Regions from separate parts of the Sus scrofa genome. Here region 2 is linked to region 1. A link is a contact called in public HiChIP or PLAC-seq data. All regions are on one chromosome and are shown on one strand. The core of a region is the stretch at or near the end of the contact, and the rest is flanking DNA. Distances in the headings are between cores, read along the strand shown. Region 1 overlaps ITPR1 (inositol 1,4,5-trisphosphate receptor type 1). Region 2 overlaps ITPR1 (inositol 1,4,5-trisphosphate receptor type 1).

The links. HiChIP or PLAC-seq counts read pairs in DNA pulled down with a chosen protein or histone mark.
Region 2: a contact with region 1 is called in an H3K27ac HiChIP or PLAC-seq map of skeletal muscle. The contact joins two enhancer-like sites. A contact is called at or near these places in 5 of 47 Hi-C or Micro-C datasets (alveolar macrophages, blood, embryonic fibroblasts and 1 more) and 2 of 2 datasets of contacts at active chromatin or transcription factors (alveolar macrophages and skeletal muscle).

What each region holds. Positions count from the first base shown.
Region 1 is chr13:61,280,269-61,283,095 of Sscrofa11.1, forward strand. The region is part of intron 39 of ITPR1 (inositol 1,4,5-trisphosphate receptor type 1); the gene reads left to right. Among named protein-coding and RNA genes, the nearest start is that of ITPR1, 210 kb to the left of the region's middle. Within about 2 kb of position 1,578, at least 43 of the 83 cell types and tissues checked have an H3K27ac peak or open chromatin away from gene starts, as enhancers often do. A contact at or near this core is called in alveolar macrophages and skeletal muscle, where this site is marked.
Region 2 is chr13:61,357,827-61,360,526 of Sscrofa11.1, forward strand. The region is part of intron 51 of ITPR1 (inositol 1,4,5-trisphosphate receptor type 1); the gene reads left to right. Among named protein-coding and RNA genes, the nearest start is that of BHLHE40, 170 kb to the right of the region's middle. Within about 2 kb of position 1,300, at least 8 of the 83 cell types and tissues checked have an H3K27ac peak or open chromatin away from gene starts, as enhancers often do. A contact at or near this core is called in alveolar macrophages and skeletal muscle, where this site is marked.

The DNA of each region.
Region 1 (2,827 bases), core at 328-2,827:
GAATGGCTTGGAAGATACAGTGCCTTTTGAGTCTCTGTCAGTCTTTGAGAAAGGAGAGTGAGGTGAGGACAGAATCAGAGTTCCTGCGAGAAAAGTGCATGGTGTGGGGCCTCTCCAGCTGTCTCCTAGAGTGGCATGCCCCTCGAAACCAGGAAGAGGAGGGCTTTCTTTCATTTCTTTATTATTATCATTTTTCACAAATCACGAGGCAGGGTCTCTCTCCTTACTTCCTGATTTCACCTTGTCCTTAGGGGGCAGGAAGAGGACAGGTAATGGGAGAAGGGTAAGGAGCTACTTGCTTAGTGTCTGTTCAGCTTATTCCTGAGTTGGTAGCTTGATGAACTGTTACCTTTGGACACACACAAATCAAGATAGGGAATGTTTCTGTCCCCCCCAACCCTGGAAGGTTCCTGCATCCACCCCTTCTTGGCTTTAAACAGACTCCGATTGATGCTTGAGACATTCATTTCTGTGACTCATGTTTGAGTGCCTGTTCTGTGTTGCTAGGGGATTTGGATACAATGGTGCCCCAAATAGGCAGAGTGTCTGCCCTTCTGGAGTTTATGGTTTTGTGGGGGAGATAGACAATAATACAAATTAATGTTAAATGACAGGCTGTCAATGAGAAATGTAGGAAGCTGAAGTACATGGGGTCATGAGGACATGCAATTTAAGAACTTTTACCTGGGCGAGAAAGGTCATGACAGGTGAGGACAACTGGCAGGTGACCATGGAGCCACTTTTCCTAAACTGTGAAGTTCTGGGCAAACCAAAGGTTTTTTTTCTTTTTCTTTTTTTCTTTTTTGATCTTTTTAGTGCTGCACCTGCGGCATGTGCAGGTTCCCAGGCTAGGGGTCGAATTGCAGCTATTGCCACCGGCCTATGCAACAGCCACAGTCACACTAGATCTGAGCTTGCGTGGTGTAGGTCTGTGACCTACACCATAGCTCACGGCAATGCCAGATCCTTAACCCACTGAGCGAGGCCAGGGATAAAACCTGTGTCATCATGGATTCTAGTTAGATTTGTTTCCACTGATCCACGACAGGAACTCCACAAAAGGGTAATTTTGATAAAGTCCTCTAACTTCAAGATGAGGCAGTGGGTAGAGCAGTGACCTACCTCATTTACATAGATGCCTCTTTGGAGAGGAATGGCGTGTTTAGAAAGTGTGGGCTGTGGCTCAGTGGATGGGCTGCATTTCTACATTTGGGAGATGTGATCCCCATTCAGTCACTGTCACTTCAGACTCTTCAGAGCCATCAGTGTCAGTTTGCAGCTTCAGCCTCTTGCCATTTCAACAAAAAAGCAAGGTTGTCATTTCTACTTGTTAGGGCGGTTGCAGCCTGCCTCTGTCTGCCTTTCTGTCCTTAGCTTCTGCCCCCGGGAGCTACTTCTGCAAGCAAAGGAAAGCCACCGCCAGTAAAATTTAGGGGGAAGAAAACAGAAGAGAAATGGGAGAATTATTAAATTTCACCTTCAGGGGGCGTTCTCATGACGTCCAACCCAGGGTGGAGGTGTCCTACTTTTTTACATTGCTGTGAACTGCTGGGTTGGGCACCTGCCAGCATTCAGGCAGCAGTTACATAAGAGCTGCTTTTTTTCCTGGAATTTAGGCTCACTGCTGATGTGTGACCTTCAGCAGTAATTGCCAATAAATGCAGCAGGGCTGTTTACTGTTAGACACTGGCAACCAGAGAGCAACCAAGCTCAACTCGGAGCACACAGAAGCTATTGCAGAATCTGGGGAAGTTTTTTTTTTTTTTTTCTTCCTTTTTCTTTCTTTTTCTTCTTCTTCTTTTTTTAATGTTGAGATGATTCCATCATGACTGAAGTTGTATAATTTAATCAAGTCAGAATGCATTTTTGAAAAATGAATTTCTCTTCTGACTGCTGATGAACTTTTCCTATAAAATATAGATGAAACTGCATCACTGGAACTAAAATATTTCTTCCTTTGTTTCTAAAAACAAATGCCATAGTAAAGGACATTGGGTTATTATCAAATGGAAAGATTTTAAATTTTTCTACTAAAATGCTAGGTAAGTTCCATTTTAGCTCAGTTTTCTTGCAAGCGTTCTGTTTTCTTAATGTGGCTTTTCAAAGGCTCAAGAAAGACAGGACCCAGCAAACATATTTGCAAGGCCATTCGCTATTTGCTTGTTTATTTTTTCCCTCCTCTGAGATTGAGTGGGTGAAAGGAACTGAAGGCTGATTCATGGGGGTTGGAGATTATAAATTCTCTTTGATGGGCTGATAATTAGATCTATAATACAGCTGCATTTATTGAACTGTATTCAGCCTCTGCTAGGGTTGGTTCATGGATGGAGACAGCTTATTTCAAAGGAAAATTTTAGAAGCCCAGGGATAATAGGGTTCATGTTAGTGGCAGCAGAAAACAGAAGGTATTTCTATGGCTGTGCTCTGTGCTGGCCTGTAATAGACACACATGAAACTGATGTATATATGTATGTGTGTACAGCATGTATGTGAGCATGTGCTGCTGTGCACATGCCATAAATAATAACCCTAGGAAGTCTCTGGGTTTCTTTTTATTTAAGAAGGACAATATATAATGTCCTTCATTTATGCAGAAGTACATCCCTGGATAAAATGTTAGGAACATTATGTATAAAAAGCGATCATTTCAGGGTCTTATCTGCCCAGATCTAGTTACTACTCCAGTGCTGTGGTTATGATGACCTAATTCATGGCCTCATCTGGGAAGGACACTCGGGATCCTTTTCGTTGAAATTCATTTTGAGTTTTTATTTCAAAGCCCATCATTTGAAATCTTTTCCCTATGAAGTCTGATTTTGCTGACCTT
Region 2 (2,700 bases), core at 50-2,549, 77 kb after region 1:
AGGTCATTGAGTTCCTAGTGGGTAAATCTTAGGCGAAAAGGGGGTTCCTTGGTGAAATCCCTGTAGGAAATGCTGAATTAAACAAAATGAAAGGTTTTTAGATTTCTGAGACATCAACCTACACATCTGGGTTATGAATCTCCAAGAAAGGGAAAATGAGTATTTGTAGTTCCCAAACTCATTTGCCCACAGTTTTTTGTAAAGTATCACTTGGCATGAGTAGAATACAGATTGGAAAACTCTGACCAAAGTGTTGGTATATACAGGGAGGTGTTCTTGAGAAAACTCACCTGGTAGTGGCATGTTAGGTGGATTCAGCAAGGGGGTGCTGAAGGGACCACTTTGGGCCTCCAGCAAGCTTTTGATTCCATGTGACAAGCCTGTGTCTTGGTCATAGTAGAGAAAAAGGAAGGTACACGTGTCAGAGCTTCCTGGGGAATAGTGACACGTAGTGGGCAAAGCCTCTGAGCCTCCCACCTGAAAGCAATGCAGGCTTGGTCTGGGTGTCTTTCTCCAGGCAAGGAAGGTATTACTGTGTTGACTGGGTGGTGAAGAAGGCAAGTATTACTCCTGATTGTCCCAGAAGCCTGGGAGAAGAAGAACAGAGCCAACCAAAATAAGTCATGCAACCAAGACCTGGTTTTCAGGGTGAAAACAGACTTACATTGTTGACTTACAGGGCTTGAAGTGACAAAGCAAGATGTTACTGTTAGGCCTGGTGTTTGGAAATGCATGACCAGAGTGACACGCGTGACATCAGTGTTGACAAGGAAATGCGGCCTTCAGCTGTGGTGAGAGGTCACTATTGAAGAAAGAAATAAGGAGAAAAAGATAAATGAAAGGAAAAAAACACTCAGTATTTCTAAGTTGTCTTCAGTGGGCTGTCTGCTTCTTCTGTTTCCCTGGATTCGAGTCATTCCACATTATCTCTTCTTTAACATAAACGAGTTAGCAGAAAGACTCAATTTGAATAATGAATTACCGTTTATAGTATTGTTAGCTGGGAGGGTGGAAGGAAGCTGAAACAATAATTAATTATTTAGAGGGAATAATGTAAGAGGAATGCCCACCTGTGGCAGTGGGAGAAGAAAGGGCAGCCATGGACCCACAAAGGAGGACTGTTGGAGATGTGAGAGAGCTGGTATCCTGGCAGCCCCATGTGGGGGGAAAGTGGTCTGGAGGGTGCTTCAGGAGCTGGGGTCAGGTGATGGGAACGGGCAGGGCCAGACTGCTGGGTGTGCCCTGGAGAGGCCCCAGGGACTTGGGGAGAGCTGCTGCTCCAAAGAGCTAGGACCTAAAGGCAGACCGGACACAAGCCAAGCAGGGTCCACAGGAAGTAGGGACGGCAGACTGAGTTGATGACTAGGAGACAGCTGCTGCTGAAGCAGAGGAGTCAAGTAGGCAGAAGTTAAAGGGGAGAGTGAATTTAGGAGAAGCGATTGCTCTGCTGTTACGACCATAGGGCCCCAGGCATGTTTGAGGTCCTGGAAGGTCAACCAGAGCCTGGCCTTGTTATTGTTTCTTGGAAACCCTGGCAACACAGTTCATTTAGAGTCACTAATGCTTTCTCACCCTATGAAAGATCCTGCACTGGCAAGGTTTTGAATATTAGGAAAAAAAAGAACCAGTGGATTGAAAGTTGAGCCTGTCTGAGAAAACCAAACCTCCTCCATGGGTGTTGCCTTCCTCACTTATCTGATTGCTGAGAAGCTCACTTACACTGACCCACCAGATTAACTGGCAGCATTTCCCCAGCACCATGGCCAAGCTAGCAAGGGTAGCAGGAGATGGTTTTACCAAGTGCAGCCGAAGAGCTTTCTCTTGATTTGGGTTTTTCTGTCAACACACTGCTAAAGAGAAACTTCTAGGCATGGAGTTTCTATCAAAGGTGGGACAGTATTATACATGGACCAACCTTCAGTTATGGGGGTCAGAAAACTTAGTCCACAGTAGTTCAAGTGAAGGAGAAAAACGTATTTGTTCATATGACTGAGAATCAAGAGCCTAGCTTCAGGCGTGGCTGAATCCAGGGACCCAGACAGGCTCAGGGCTCAGGTCCTCTTGTTTGGCTCTGCACCCGTAGTACCCTAGGGCTCTGAGGTACCACAGGATGGAAGCTAGCAGCTTTAGAGTTCGCTTTCTTTCAGGTTCAAGGTCAGAGGTAAAGAACAAAATTGTCTTCATTGCAATCCTAGGAAAGATCTCAGTGGGTGTCATTGGCTCCATTTGGTCACAGGCAGATCCTTGACTCATTGCTGATCCCTGACCCAGTCTTTGTCAGGGGAATACAGTATTCATATTGTCCAGAATGGAGCCCCACCCAGACCTCAGGGACAGATACATGGGAAAGGAGGGATCCAAGAGGAAAATTAGAAGCTATTCCCAGAAGAGGGGGCAGGGGATCAGAATTCACCCCGAAGTCCTTTACTTTTTCCCTCCCAAGAAAATCCTCATTTTCCCTGTGAAATTAGGAGCAACAGAAGATAAGAACTGGCTGCTTCTCATTCAGTTGCAACCCTCTAATGCCTAGAACGCAACAGAAATTCAGAAAACACTTTTCATCATGCTGATGGCAGGGTTCATGGATGGAGGCGACTTCTGTGTTTGACTAACTCATGTAAGGATGTTAGAAATGATTCATATCTCATCTTGAAAATCATAATTTCAGTATGTGTTAATTTTGTTTCTGTCATGTACAAA